Regions from separate parts of the Mus musculus genome. Here regions 2, 3, 4 and 5 are each linked to region 1. The links are chromatin contacts, called in public HiChIP or PLAC-seq and promoter capture Hi-C maps. All regions are on one chromosome and are shown on one strand. The core of a region is the stretch at or near the end of the contact, and the rest is flanking DNA. Distances in the headings are between cores, read along the strand shown.

Region 1 (2,700 bases), core at 195-2,694:
CAATCATTCATTAGACTACACTTTGTTATTATCTTGGAATACAAACTTACAAACATTTACAGTGAAACAGCATATTACCTTAGCTGGCAGCAGCCTCACACAATCCATGCTTTCAGAATCTCTTGACACCATTTTTTCTTGTGTTTGACTTCATTTCATGTTTCACTCATCATGGCTCCAGCCGCAATAGGCATATATATGGAATATATATATATATATATATATATATATATATATATATATATATATTCTCCATACAGCCTAGCTGAGCCATACGATGTGCATACACACTGATGAAGTTCTCACAATGAAACCACATCATTGTTGTGTTCTCAGTACCAAGCCCCATCATTAAGCACTGCATTATTCTATCAATTACAACCTCCTCTTAGCACCTGGGCTGGTCTTGAACTTGTGATTCTCATGCCCCAGCCTCCTGAGTGCTTGGATTAACAGGAGCCAGGCCCCATGACTGGCTCTCATTTGTTAAAGGTTAGTAATGTGTACTTATCAGGACCATTCAAAAATGCTTTATAAACGTTAAGGCACTATACAAATTGATGTCTTTAATTATTGTGAATGCTGACCTTTTTACAATTCAGTTTTGGTTCTGCCATCACCTCAACAATTAAATTGTCATTAATTTTCACTATGATTATTCTAATAATAATGATGACAGTGGTAACACAGTGGCCTGGTCACACCTAAAGGATTCACCCAAACTATGTGCTCAGAACTAGGGGCTGAGAAGAATCTAGTACAGGTCTGCTTTGGAGTTGTTTGCTTTAGCAGATAATTCTGATTATTAATTACTGTTCCATACTCTCTCACCTTCCAACCAAGTCCTCTCTATTCTCTTTCTTGGGGAGAGTACAGTTTAGCACGACTTCTGAAGTCAGCCTTGTTTGAAGAGGAAAACTTAGGGGAGACCACTCAGTTGCAAATCTAGTATCAAAAACATTCCACCTTGGAACCTTTTTGGTCGCCCACAACTCCTCTATAGTAAGAAGACTTCACAGTCTCGGTTTGTTCCCACAGTTCTAAACTACAGCTGAAGTTTGGCTTTAGATGGAAGAAAGCAAAAGTAGAATGGTCCTAGCTGATTCTGGCTGACTCAGTCTTCCTTCCTGATGCAGGTCCCCACAGTCCCCGGCCGAATTCCGGGTGACTCTCACCCCAGCTCACCGGCTCCGGAGGCTCTCTGGGCTCTCCCGTGGAGTCTCGGAAGAAGGCCTGAAGCTGAGCTGGGGCGATGGAGACTGGATAACAGCGACAGAAACCACAGACGCTGAAACGAACCCAGTGACCGCTGCGCAAGAACTGGCAGTAATGAGACAAATATCCCAGGAGCAGAAGGAATGCGCTGGGGAGCAGGCGCCAGAGGACTGAGAGCAGCGTCTGGGTGTCAACCTCCCCGGCCAGGCCACGCCCCTTCACCGCGCAGTGCCCGCCCTGCTTGCTTCTCCACGCCCTTAACGATTGGTCTGTGGAAGGTATCACCGCCTAAAACTTCCCTAGACAGTCTAATTGTCGAACAAAGGTTCCGAGGCTCAGAGGGGACTCCTAAAAAGATAAAAGGTGGAAGGGGGTGTTTTCACACAAAGCACTGGACATTCTCCTTGCAAAAGGTTCCAAAATGTATATATTTATCAGGGCCTGGTGGTGCGGGGCTGTGGACTTTGCTAGTGTGGTAGAGACTGTTAAATTTCATCTGTCTGGACTACAAAATGAGTTTAAGGCCACCCTGAACAATTGCCCTTCTCGCAAGATTTTTAAAAAAAAGTATAAACAGAGCCGAGAAACCAGTTAGGTGGCAGAGCACTCGCCTAGCAGGTGCAACGTCCTAGGTTCACTCTCCTGTACCTTCGATAACTTATTGTATATTGTCTACACACATTTACATACATGTATCTGTCACCAAGTACTGAATCCATTCTCTTGTTTCACAATCACACGCAAGGACCATCCCATTCTTCCCCACCTACCAAAATCAAAAGAGGAAAAGGCCCCTCTTGACACACTGCAGCATCTAAGAGATCAGCCAGGGGTGGGGACAAAGAAAGCTAAAAATGACTGTTAAAAAAAAACAACAACAACACAAACAAACAAACAAACAAAAAAACAAACCGAAACAAACAAACAAACAAAACCCATCAGGTCAACAAGGCTACCAGAGGAGACTAAAAAGAAAATGAAAAAGTCACGACCAAAACAAAAACCCAAACAAACAAACATAAAAACCAAGATGTGGAGTACATTGGTATCAAAATTCACAGTGGTTCCTTATGTACCAGGTTAACATAATGAACTAGGACATTTAGCATAGTGGCATTACCCTGTGGGGAGTGACTTGTATTTGACTTATAATAGTAAGATGTATGATAGCACCCTTCACCTTATAATATAAGAAATCACACCCCCAAGTGTGGGTCTAACCACAGTAAGATAGAAAGCAGCACAGCAGGGCCGATTCGGCCGGACCCCATTCCTCCTCTGCCTGTGAGGATGCCAGGGGGCAGGGCCCTGTCCACCAAGGAGCAAAGTGACTTCCTTTTATTTCATCCCAGTCATGTTAGGAGTTTCTCTCCCAAATGGCTGCCTCCTCTAGTTCCAGTGTAAGAATATGGGGTCTTCTTTCTTTGAAGTGAACTTGATACTCAGAAGTAGAACTCACATGGAGAGAAACAATTGAAACTCATT
Region 2 (2,700 bases), core at 53-2,552, 180 kb after region 1:
TCAAGGTCCAAAGCCAGGACGACTGTGTTTGCCCACAGTGGCCCAGCAAGCTGTGGATGGCGCCAGCACCTTGAGTCTGCCCTCTCATTGCAGAGCCTGTGTGCTCTGGGGTGGACAGAGCTTGTTCTTTTCTTAGGGTCCTATTAGTTCAGGAGCTCACCTAACATGAGGTCTGGAGCAACAGCCTGCCCAGGCTGCTGGGGTTCTGGATCAGCGTGCTCACCTTCTGGTGAAAGGACAAAGCTCTGACCCTGGCTGTCACTGGCGCATGCAGAGCAGTGGGGCCTCGCCTGTAGAAAGAGTTCATCCTGGGCTGCTTGGTAAGTGGTAGCAGCAGTGACTCCATAGCAAAGCTACCTCTCATCTGGGGATGATGCCTAGGACCACCACCTGCCAATGGGAGATTCCAGGTACCTGAAATGGCTTTCCTCCAAAGTTGAAGTGCTTTGATGTTCCAAATCTTATTTAATCCTTTGCGACATTTGCAGGACGATATTGAAGACTTTTAAAGTAACTCAAATCATTATCTTAGTGCTGGAGAGAAAACCTTTCTCCTAGGCGCTATGTGCAAGCACACAGACTGTGTTCAAAATGGCAAGTGTCTCTGCACTCCCCCACCAAATACCCAATCCTGAGATTCCCAGACCCGTACTATGACCTTCCCCACTCAGTTTCATCTGAAATCTAACTGGGTTGGTTCCCCTTGCAGGCTGCGTACCGCGGGGAGCCAGGGGTTAAAACCCGGGGCGTCTGTGGCCCCCTTCCCCCTCCCCAGCCCCCTCGTCTCCACTCGGCGCCTTGCCTGGAGCGAAGGTTCCCAGCCCTGCACTAAAGGGGAGGGGGAGAAATGGGCTTGTTTCTCGTGGCCAATCCACGAGCTCGCGGTGCCTCAGAGGAGGCGCCAGCATTAGGGCGGCCCAGGGCTGCAGGCTTCCCGCGGCAAAGTACAAATGCGCCCGAGCGCGGCGTCTGGCGCCCGAGGCGTGCACAGCGGCAGCGCTCAACCTCCCCCGCGCCGCCACCGAGGGTCTTGTCGCCCCACCGCGCCCCAGACCCGCGCCGGACCCCGCGCCGCCGCGCCGCCGCCAGCCAGCGCCACAGGGACACTGCACCCCGGTGACCGCACCCCGCAGATCCCGGTTCTCTAGCTAGCACCTTCTCCCTCTCTGCCATAGCCTTTTTCTTCATTTCCCCAACTAATTTCTCTCTCTCTCTCTCTCTCTCTCTCTCTCTCTCTCTCTCTCTCTCTCTCTCTCTCTCTCTCTCTCTCTCTCTTCTCCTCGTCCCCTCCCCACCGTCCTCTCATCCTCACCTTAGACCTCTCCTGTCCTTGGCTCCTCTTCATCTTTGCTTTTCCGACTCCTCAAGCAGCGGTCCTACTTGGTCCTCTGAGGACTTACTTGTGTCCTTATCTCACTTTCTCCCGGCTCATCCCGGGGTTGTCTGACCTTGGGACAAGGAAGGATGGTTCCCGGGGTGAGGATCATCCCCTCTTTGCTGGGACTCGTGATGTTCTGGCTCCCGTTGGACTCGCAAGCACTATCCCGTAAGTAGAAACCAGGCAAAGTCTGGGCAGGCAGGGGAGGGATGCGAACCAGTGGGATGTACTTTGCTGGAAGATGTTAGTTAGGACCTGGGGACCCCTTAACGCTTGCATTTATCCAGGCAGCACCTGCATAGCAGGGGTAGATGTTGCTCCATGACCAGTGTGGGCTGGTGAGTCTTGGGGGGAGAAAAGTTTGGCAGAGTTTCTTTCTGGGGTGCTGCTGGGGGAAGAGCAGTGTGCATTGTGGGAAGGGACTTTACTCCCAGCAGCCTGATGTGTTGAGTGTGAAAGACGGAAAGGCTGATGAGCTCCTGGGCTGAAAGATGAACAAAGTGGAGTCCATTATCGCTTTTGATACTCACAACACTCCATGAGGTGTCATCATTACATTTAATTGATGAGTAAAATCGGCAGGGCAAAGAGAAGAAAGTTTCCGAAGCTGGTAAGCTATCCAAAGCCAAGAGTCTAATTCCAAATCCTGCCTTTACAGCGTCTGGGAGACACCCCGATGTGGGGCTGTGAGACTGGAAGGCATCGGGGCGTGGTGAAAAAAGATGAGGTTCTTCATCTTCCCAGCCTCACTGTGTGCCAGCTGATGGGTCAGACACGGAGGGCACCTCACCATCTCTTTTCTAATCTATAAAATAGGAGCCTCTTAAAGCCGTTAAATGTATTAAATGACAGGGAGCAGGCAGAGCAGCTTGTATAGAGATGCTACAAGGTGGCCTCATCAAAGTGTATCAGCTGCCTAAGCCCCCAGAGTTTCCACTTCAAACAGTAGGTTATGCAGGACCACAGCCTCTGTTTCCTAACTGCCCCTCCTTATGCTGGTGACTCCTTCTGAACCTCCCCAATAAAGAAACAGAGCCCAACAAGGACAGTAGTTTGCTCCAGGCCACCAAACTTGAAGACCCAGGTCCCCACCCCCTAGCTGACAACCTTTTCCAGGCTTGGCTCCACCTGCCAGCTCTGCTTCTGACTGGCTACTGGCTTTGTGGAGCTAGTGAGGCTAGATTCTGTCCTGCTTCTGGGAATGGAAATGTTGCATGTCTGTCTGACGTCCCCTAGCCTGTCAGTGGCATGAGAATTATGGACACCCTCATGTCTCATAAGACAACACAGAGAGCTCAGACTTGGCTTCAATTCCTGACTGC
Region 3 (2,700 bases), core at 65-2,564, 160 kb before region 1:
TACTGGGATGAGCAAGCAGAAGTTCCCACTGTCAGGGTGCATGGGGAAAGACTTTTGAGGCGAAGTATTTAGGAGATAGAACTAATGAAAGAAGAAAGATAGGATGGCAGAGGGAGGGGCCACTGGGATGTCCACCTATTGCCATGCAGAGCTGCTAGGTATGGCCAGGCTGTACTGGCAGAACTCTAAGCCCTCGCAGCGCTTCACATATGTAAGGAGTGGCCTTTAGGCTTCAGTTACATGCGGAGCAGCCCGCTGAGCTGCAGACGCCCTGGAGTCAGGTCATGGAAAAACATGCCAAAGCAGAGGACTGGCAGGTAGCTCCAACACTGCTCCTTTGCTTGGAAGGACAGCTGGGGTGGACACCAAGGCTGGACACTGCTTTCTAGATTCTTCTCCAAGCTTTCCTCATAGGCATCTATGTCCATGGTGGGAGGTCCTCACAGACGTCTCCAGTCTCCCCCACAGGGATGACTTTGCCTTATAAGCCTGAGATCTTACTCTGTCTCTACCTGAGTGCACCTTGGGCATGGACCAGCCCATTCCTGGGCCCAGGTTCTTATGATGAACCAAGGAGTTACATGTGACAAGAGCCAATCAACCCCAGGCTGGAAAGAATCCCTGAGCGCTGACCCTCCTGAGTGGTGGATCCTCTGAATCCAGTGCAGGCTTCGGACCAGAGACCTTGATTCTAGTCCCAGCTCTGGTATAAGACCTTGGGCACTGCTTAGTCCTTTCCCAGGCCTTCATTTATTATCTATACAATGGGCATAAAAAAAGTAAGTGCTTAAAATCTCCTAGGAACTGTGGCTTTTCTGCTTCCTTGCTAGTAAACTCACCCGGTAAACCACTCAGTGCAAGACCTGGGTGGGGAGGGAAGTCTAGCAAGACACACAAAGTGTGTGTTCCTAAAATCTCTACATATGCTGCTGTCCTGCCTAGAAAGTCCTCCCATCCCAAGCCCTTATTTTCCTAATGATCCCGGAAGATCTGTCACAGATGGTGCTTCTTTTGGGGCCCTCAGAGACCCTCCCAGATGGGCTGTGTCCCTTTCCACGCTTGTATGTACTGGTAGGGACCACTTCTGTCCATCTGTAGCCTGGAGTTCCTGTGGGTCATTTCCTCAAGCAAGCTAGCAGCTGGGAGCTCAGGCTCACCTCCCTGAGCCCTAGCTGGCAACGAAACTTGTTGACAGAACGGGGCTCTGCACTTGCCAAAGCAGAGGAACGAGGCAGAGACAGAGGGAAAGCAAGAGGTTCAGAGTGACAGGCAGCATGTGTGATAGGAGGAGTAGGGTGTGTGGGAGGTTGGCCTTACCTGGCTTTTGCCCAGAGCCTCCTGGACGACACGACCTGTGCAGCCTGCATGGCAGGGTGTGGTGTACTCCACATAGGCACTGGTATCACAAACAGGGTTAAAGTCATCTGATTGGCAGGAGCAGGGCTCTGAGCAGCCAGGAAACAGGCTTGGCCCTGGCTGGGCACTAGACAGAGAAGAGGCAAATGTGTTTGGCTGGGCTCTCTTCTCTCAGGCCTCTGGCTGAAGCCTGGCTCCTACTCTGAGAGGAGTGGCCAGTGATTTCAGCTGCAGCTGTTCCCTGAGGGAGAACCGCTTAAGGAACTTTCCTGATGGGGGAGTGAGGAGTCTGGGCTGTGGAGTGCCCTTTCAACCCTGGATTCTACATGTCTGGGAGCTTCTGCAAATATTCCTGTATTTGGATGGAACACAATTGAAATCCCTTCCAGAAGTGAGTGTCAGATGAAGGGGCCATTCTCTCTTTGAGCTGAATTGTTACTTTGTCTCAGCCAAGGACAGCTGCGGTGGGCCCTGGCAGGAGATGGAGCAGCTGTGGGGCCTCTAACCTATGCCTTCCTCCCTGCGGGACGGTAATTTCTCTGTAATCTGGGCTGGGGTTCCCTTCTCACTGTCGCTTTCCTGAAGTCTCACGACCTCTGTGGTCATTCTCCTGTCCTGCTCACAGTGTCAAGTGCCCCCACCAGAGGACCTGCCCCAGGATCCCAGGCGTGCTCTACCCTAGCTGGAGAACTGAGGTTGGATAGGAGCTGGAGCTAGAAGAGAGGCTGAGTCTAAAGGGGTGAGCACCCTGGGTTGGGGGCTAGAGAACAGCTTTGGGACATAGGCTGTAGCCTGGCTTTCATGCCAGGAGGAAACACAACACCCTTGCCAGGTGACACCGTATCTTCAGTAAAGTGGGTCTATCAACAGAAGCGATTATAGAGATCTCATGGAGACTCAGAGGAACACAAGAGGGAAACTCCATTGGCCTCGGAAAGCCTCAGTGAACTAGAACTTGGAGCGCATCAATTATAAGATCTTTGGTGAGAATATGGGTGAGATGCGATGTCAAGACTGAGGGAGGAGGGGAGAAAGAAGACACAGGCAAGCAGGATGGCCTGAGACCAGTTGAGTGAACTGGGGAAAGTCCCTATTCCTGTACAACTAGTGTCATGGACACCTGCCCAGAGCCAGGGCCTCTTACACACTCAGCAGGCTCAAGGCTCCCCCACCTCACCCCACCCCACTCCACCCGCGTGTGCTTCATAAAGTCTCCATGCAGTCTTTCTAATGGGTTCTATCATTGCCCCTTTGCTTAAAATCCCCACTGACTTGACATGAAACATAATTGCTCAGGCTTGGGGCTTCCTGTGGGCCCATAGGGTGTGGCCCGTACACAGAAGG
Region 4 (2,700 bases), core at 156-2,655, 200 kb before region 1:
CAGCACCAGCCCGAAGAAGACGTAAGAGGCTTCCAACTCCGGGCCGGCGACGTCTATCCCTTCCCCGCTCTCGTGTGCATCGCCGTCGGAGCAACCTAGTCGCGCCTCGTCCAGGTCTATCAGAGGCCGGTCCAACAGTACGCGCGGGGAAGCGCAGCGCAGGCGGCGCGCGTCGGGTACGCGCTCGGTGGCGTTGTGCAGCCAGGCCAGCAGGGGGCGCGAGGTGCACCCACAGCTCAGTGGGTTGTCCGCCAGCAGCAGGCGCGGCTGGGGCAGGTCGCCATCGCGCTCAAGCGCGCTCAGCTCGTCCGGGCCCAGGCCGGCCAGCGCGTTGACACGCGCATCCAGCTGCTCCAGGCGGGGCAGGCGCAGCGCGGCGAGTGGCAGGCGGCTCAGCGCGTTGCCTACCAAGCCCAGCAGGCGAAGCTCGGCCAGGGGGGCCAGAGCGGCGTCCAGTGCATCCAGCATCCCGGGGCTGCCTCGAGCCAGCGCGTGATTGAGCTGTAGTGAGCGCAGCGCAGGCAGCCCGCGAAAGGCGCGGTAGCCCAGGGCGCGTAGCGGGTTGTGGCTTAGGTCGAGTGCCGCCAGGCTGGGCAACCCGTCGAAGGCACCGTCCTCTACTACCTCGATGTTGTTGTGTGTGAGGCGCAGCGCGGTAAGGAGCGGTAGGCGCACGCCGTCCGTCGCCCCCTCGCCCCCTCCCGCGAAGGCTGCGGCGCGCAGCACGGTCAGGTTGGCGCCCACGATGGTGAGGTTGCGCGCGTCGGGTGGCACGTCCCGGGGCGGCTGCCGGAGCTCCGCGCCCGACGCGCAGCGCAACATTAACCGGGGGCTGCCGAAGCAGTAACACTGGAAGGGACAGGGCGCGGCGGGCCGGCTCAGCGCCGCCGCCAAGAGCAGCAGCCCTGGCAGCGGGCTCCAGAGCCCCCGCTGTCCCGCGCGCGGGGCCATCGCGGCCGTCCCCGCATCCAGCCCCCGGCCCGCAGCGCTCACCAGTGAATTGGGAGCGTTTGGAGATGATGGGATGGGGGTGGCACGGGAAGGTGGCTGTGGGCTAGACCTTGACCCGGAGCAGCTGACAGTTCCGACCGGTCCGTCCTCCAGCTTGTAAAGTCCGAGGAGCCTTCACTTTGATGGCTGGGGGCTACAGGGGTCAGGCGGGGAGCGGAGCCCCCCGCCCTCGCTGCCCTCGTCGCCCTGCGCTCCGGCCTCCGACTTCCGCGGCTGTTCCGGGCTCCGAGCCGAGTGGGCAGGGTTTGCCTCCCCCTCCCCGCCTCCTGGCCGCCTCCTCCGCCCCCAGCGGAGTCTCCGCACCTCCTCGCAAGGGAGGCGGGGTGGGAGGCTCCGGAGATGCAGGCTTAGGGCCGCTGCGCTCTCTTGCTCCCCTGCTCTCTAGTTCACGAGCTGCTGAGAAGTTTGGCTCCCCAAGCTCTGACTTGCTTCTTTCCCCACCCCCTTCGTTTAGGCAGCTTCTTTCCTCCTCCCTCCGAAGCACACGTGGGGCGGGGCCCTCAGGGCTGACCTGGCAGGTGGATCTGTGCACCCAGAGAAGGTGGGAGAGTTTAGAGCTGTCCCTAGAAAAGGAGGCAGGGCTGAGGGGTGGGCTGACAAAGTTACTCTTCTTGTAGTCAAGGAAAGGAGCTGTGCTAAGGGAGCGAGCCTGGAAAATCCCTAGCCTTGGATGTCTCCTTTGCGAACCCAGTTCCCTTAGGCTGTGTCTAAAACTCTGCAGGTCCTGTGTGTCCAGTCTTTTATCGACCCTCTTCTATGTTCTAAAACACCCTCTGTCCCCACATCTCCCGCGCCCTAATTCAGGCTGCTCTGCCTCTGCCAAGACCACTCCCATTGGTTCCACCTTTCAGGCTGGGCCCCTCCTAGGCTCAGGGAGCGGTGGGTGGAGTGATTCAGCTCTTTGCTTGCCCACCCCGCCCCAGCACTGAGTACTGCCAGGATACTGTGCCCCTTCCCCTCCAAATTGCCCTACCAGTCAATATTGAGTGGTGTGCCGGTTGGGGAGAGGGCTCTAGGAGCAGGAAAATCAGGAACTGATTTTGTAGTGGAGGGTGGGGGTGTGGTAAAATCCAGGGCTGAGGTGGGGGCTGAGCTGTTAATAGGCTTGTTTTGTTTTGTTTTGTTTTTCTTTCTTTCTGGGTTTTACTTATTTACTTTTTTTTTCCTCCAGAATTGAGAAGCTCAAGACCTGATTTAAAGAGACAGACTCCAGAGGAGGGAGCATTCCTGGTCTTGGCATGAATTATTCAGGTTGGAGAAGCTGACATTTGATCTGCAGGCCATTCGAGTATCTTACTTGGCAGAGCTGGTTGGGATAGAGGCTCCCCTCCTCCCCATAAGCATCAGTCAGTCTCTTTCTCCTGAACTGAAGACTACTGGTTGGTTTCTTCCCTGAAGTTGCATTTAGAAGATCGACCAGCAAATTGAAACCACTTTCTGAGGCATATCCTGCATTCCCTGGGTCTCAGGCAAATACCAACACTAAGGACCAGGCTGGTGATCTTGCTGGACTCCCTCAGCTCATATTGACCTAGTCCTGTCTCCATGATAACCTCCAGATGCTAGCAGATGACAGTAGTAGCTTTTAGAGCTGGACATGTCTGTATACATGGCCACCTGAGTTTACACACGTGTGCCTCTACACAAAAAGGCAAACTTTACACAAACAGACTTACACATGCCCATGTG
Region 5 (2,700 bases), core at 144-2,643, 240 kb before region 1:
GTTTTCAGAAGGCACAGCTGTTAGGTTTGCATTTTGGGGTGGCTAAGCTAAGGACTGTGTGAACAGTCCCAGCTGGAGGCTGCCTAATGTCAAAAGGGCTGAGTGGTTCAGTCACCCTTGAGAAACAGGACGGAATGCAGGGGTCAGGACTGAGGCAAGGCCGAGGACCAGGGGACATTTAGGATGGTGCTCCCAGCTCAGTGGAGCTAGGTCTGGCTCGGAGCCCTTGTTCTCTGGCCGCTGACTGGCTAGGGAAGCTAGCTCCCCAACTCCTCAGTGCCCCAGAGACAACATCCTGCCTGGTGCAGGGAGATAGCTGAAGAGCCCAGAGACAGCGTCAGCACTTGCAGGGAGCACTTGGCTTGTCTGCCTGTCCCCCCAAACCTCCCCAGGTTACCTCACTTTCCTGTTGTGTTCTGCTTTGCCCCTGCAGCTTTGCCCCCAACTGCTCAGTGGTGTTTGGTTTGAAGAACACCCTAGGCCTCAATGTGTTTATCTCTAAAATGGGAAGAATAACAACTCTTTCCTAGGGCTTTGGGAGGCAGAGGTGTTTAAAACTTTTCAAAGGTTTATTATTGTTAATATTAGGTTTGGGGCAAGGAGTCGTATCTTGCTGTGGTTCCACTAAGGGTTAGGAATGTGTGTAGGTGCCAGCGTTGGCTTCAGGGTAGGGTCCTGTGTTCTGCTGTTCCACAGCCACTAATGCTCTTGTGCCTCTCCTCCCTAGCTCACTGTCTACCTGGGAAAGCGGGACTTTGTGGACCACATTGACCTCGTGGACCCCGTGGGTGAGTGCTGGTCGGTGGGCTAGGGAGAGCCCTATCTCCAGAGCTCTGACACACAGAATGGGTAGGCATGGCTTCCTGCTTCAGGAAGCAGGCTTCTGGACAGCTCCTCCCTATTCAAGACAGAGGCCTCTGACTGCTCCAAGGCTAGGAGCAGAACAGCAGCAGCCACATCTTACATAAGGCCTGCTGTGCAGCAGTGATAACTCCTGCTTTCTGGACAGAATGAGGCACAGAGAGGCTTAGCAACTTGTTCCAGGTCACAAAGCTGCTGAGTCAAAATTCTAGCCTCCGTCTCTGCTGTCTCCTAGGGAAATCTTTCTTAGGATTTCTGAAACAGGGAGTGTTCTTACCTAGACGGGACTCTGCCGGAGATGCTGTGTCACAGCTGAGATTGGCTCCCAAGGGCTTGGCTGAGTTCAGGGTTTCTGTCTCTTGGAAATGTTGCCATCTTGGTTTGTATTATTCTCAGTTGGTAGCATACGTCTGCCTGGACATTGCAGGATGTTTGCCAGCGTCCCTGGTCCCTGCCCATTAGATACAAGAACTACCCCTACCACCACCACAGTTAGGACAATGTGCTAAATGACTCCGTGGGAGTAAATTGCCCATGCTCACAACAGCTGCTTCTGTAGAAAGTCGTTGGTCTCACAGGCTCTTTTCTTGTTGTATGGGGAGGCTCAGAGTCATCCGATTTACAAATGGAAGCACTGAGCCCAGATTGTTATTTTTTAAAAAAAGATGACCATGAAAAAGGGAGGTGGGTGTCACAGTGATTCAAACTGAGGCCTGGTGAAGAAACTGGCCTCAGAAATCGTCTCAGAGATGATGCTGTGCTCTTGTGCACCGTCCTTGGGCTGAGGGACCCTTGCTGTGCCAGAGTCCAGAAGGCAAAGCATAGCAGCAGATTTCAGCTCATAGAGAAAAGAGCTTTGTGAATATAAGCAGAAGCCTCGGGCCCTGAGCCTACGGGTGTTGACAGGGCTACAAGCTGAAGATCCAGGCCCCTTCCTTTAGGACCTGGAACAGAACCACCTAGTTGACCTCTCCAGCCTTGCTTGTAGGCCTTCTGATGTCCCACTATTTACATCTTCTCCAGAACTGACTTTTCCGAGGCCCTGGGCCCTGGGTTCACCTGTGTTCGGTTTCAGGCAGAGGTTTCTGAGAGTTCTCTGTGGGCCAGTGTTGAACATAACCCGAGTACAGCAGAGGCTGTGGACAGCTGAGAGGAGAAGAGAACTAGATCTCCAGTACACACATTGGCACTGGAGGGTCCTTATCCATGCCAGATTCCCTGCAGGACCTGAGGACCCAATGAATTCTTTTTTTTTTTAAAGATTTATTTATTGATTATATGTAAGTACACTGTAGCTGTCTTCATACACTCCAGAAGAGGGAGTCAGATCTTGTTATGGGTGGTTGTGAGCCACCATGTGGTTGCTGGGATTTGAACTCCTGACCTTCGGAAGAGCAGTTGGGTGCTCTTACCCACTGAGCCATCTCACCAGCCCCGACCCAATGAATTCTTAGGGCATGGTCCAGGCTTGCTCATTTGCCTCAGTAAGAAGCCTTCTGCCTGTGACACTGCCTCTCTGAACTGATCCTGTCTTCCCTTCTCTCCGCCATCCCATCTGGGGCAGGGACCTGGTGCTAGCCCAGGGCCCAGCACCCAGCTGATGGAATATTTGCACCAGCTCTGGGAATCCTCTCCTCCTCTCTGGCCACTGAGCTGAACTTTCCCTTCCAGCTTTCTTGACATGTCTCTTGGTCATCTAACCCTGCCTCGTTCTGTGGGGCCAGGCTCCAAGTCATCCCCTTTGACCCTATTGAGGAAACACTGCTGGAGGGTCATGTGTCTTCACTGGGACATTGTATTTACCCTCAGCTGAGCTCCTGGTGCCCGGTCAGTACAGGA

What was found. Promoter capture Hi-C pulls out the DNA fragments that hold promoters and counts their contacts. HiChIP or PLAC-seq counts read pairs in DNA pulled down with a chosen protein or histone mark.
Region 2: a promoter capture Hi-C map of stem cell-derived epiblast-like cells shows a contact between it and region 1, with 3 times the contacts expected there. The contact joins the promoter of Chrdl2 here to the promoter of Neu3 in region 1. A contact is called at or near these places in 10 of 39 promoter capture datasets (cranial neural crest, embryonic stem cells, hematopoietic stem and progenitor cells and 4 more), 3 of 484 Hi-C or Micro-C datasets (the Ba/F3 cell line, large pre-B cells and pro-B cells) and 4 of 9 other capture datasets (adipose tissue, liver, macrophages and 1 more).
Region 3: a promoter capture Hi-C map of liver shows a contact between it and region 1. The contact joins the enhancer-like site here to the promoter of Neu3 in region 1. A contact is called at or near these places in 14 of 39 promoter capture datasets (the C10 cell line, the HPC-7 cell line, cranial neural crest and 9 more), 1 of 484 Hi-C or Micro-C datasets (bone marrow-derived macrophages), 8 of 115 datasets of contacts at active chromatin or transcription factors (Th17 cells, astrocytes, bone marrow-derived macrophages and 5 more) and 3 of 9 other capture datasets (adipose tissue, liver and pancreatic islet).
Region 4: a promoter capture Hi-C map of second pharyngeal arch cranial neural crest shows a contact between it and region 1. The contact joins the promoter of Tpbgl here to the promoter of Neu3 in region 1. A contact is called at or near these places in 29 of 39 promoter capture datasets (the 3T3-L1 cell line, 3T3-L1-derived adipocytes, the C10 cell line and 18 more), 3 of 15 datasets of contacts at CTCF or cohesin (CD8 T cells, large pre-B cells and stem cell-derived epiblast-like cells), 3 of 484 Hi-C or Micro-C datasets (bone marrow-derived macrophages and embryonic stem cells), 14 of 115 datasets of contacts at active chromatin or transcription factors (bone marrow-derived macrophages, cardiomyocytes, embryonic basal ganglia and 9 more) and 4 of 9 other capture datasets (adipose tissue, embryonic stem cells, liver and 1 more).
Region 5: an H3K27ac HiChIP or PLAC-seq map of SST interneurons shows a contact between it and region 1, with 4 times the contacts expected there. The contact joins the enhancer-like site here to the promoter of Neu3 in region 1. A contact is called at or near these places in 2 of 39 promoter capture datasets (cranial neural crest and hippocampal neurons), 1 of 15 datasets of contacts at CTCF or cohesin (stem cell-derived epiblast-like cells), 1 of 484 Hi-C or Micro-C datasets (bone marrow-derived macrophages), 6 of 115 datasets of contacts at active chromatin or transcription factors (SST interneurons, cardiomyocytes, craniofacial prominence and 3 more) and 3 of 9 other capture datasets (adipose tissue, embryonic stem cells and liver).

Annotation. Positions count from the first base shown.
Region 1 is chr7:99,826,973-99,829,672 of GRCm38.p6, forward strand. Neu3 (neuraminidase 3) reads right to left here and starts at 1,445. Exons shown (of 3, transcript NM_016720.2): 1 at 1,186-1,445.
Region 2 is chr7:100,005,102-100,007,801 of GRCm38.p6, forward strand. Chrdl2 (chordin-like 2) reads left to right here and starts at 1,303. Exons shown (of 11, transcript NM_133709.3): 1 at 1,303-1,546. The coding sequence starts at 1,465.
Region 3 is chr7:99,663,462-99,666,161 of GRCm38.p6, forward strand. Slco2b1 (solute carrier organic anion transporter family, member 2b1) reads right to left here. Exons shown (of 14, transcript NM_001252530.1): 10 at 1,318-1,483. Among named protein-coding and RNA genes, the nearest start is that of Gm25409, 11 kb to the left of the region's middle. Within about 2 kb of position 1,315, at least 96 of the 459 cell types and tissues checked have an H3K27ac peak or open chromatin away from gene starts, as enhancers often do. A contact at or near this core is called in adipose tissue and liver, where this site is marked.
Region 4 is chr7:99,625,698-99,628,397 of GRCm38.p6, forward strand. Tpbgl (trophoblast glycoprotein-like) reads right to left here and starts at 1,406. Exons shown (of 1, transcript NM_001195529.1): 1 at 1-1,406. The coding sequence starts at 951.
Region 5 is chr7:99,582,933-99,585,632 of GRCm38.p6, forward strand. Arrb1 (arrestin, beta 1) reads left to right here. Exons shown (of 16, transcript NM_177231.2): 3 at 728-788. Among named protein-coding and RNA genes, the nearest start is that of Mir326, 32 kb to the left of the region's middle. Within about 2 kb of position 1,394, at least 18 of the 459 cell types and tissues checked have an H3K27ac peak or open chromatin away from gene starts, as enhancers often do. A contact at or near this core is called in SST interneurons, where this site is marked.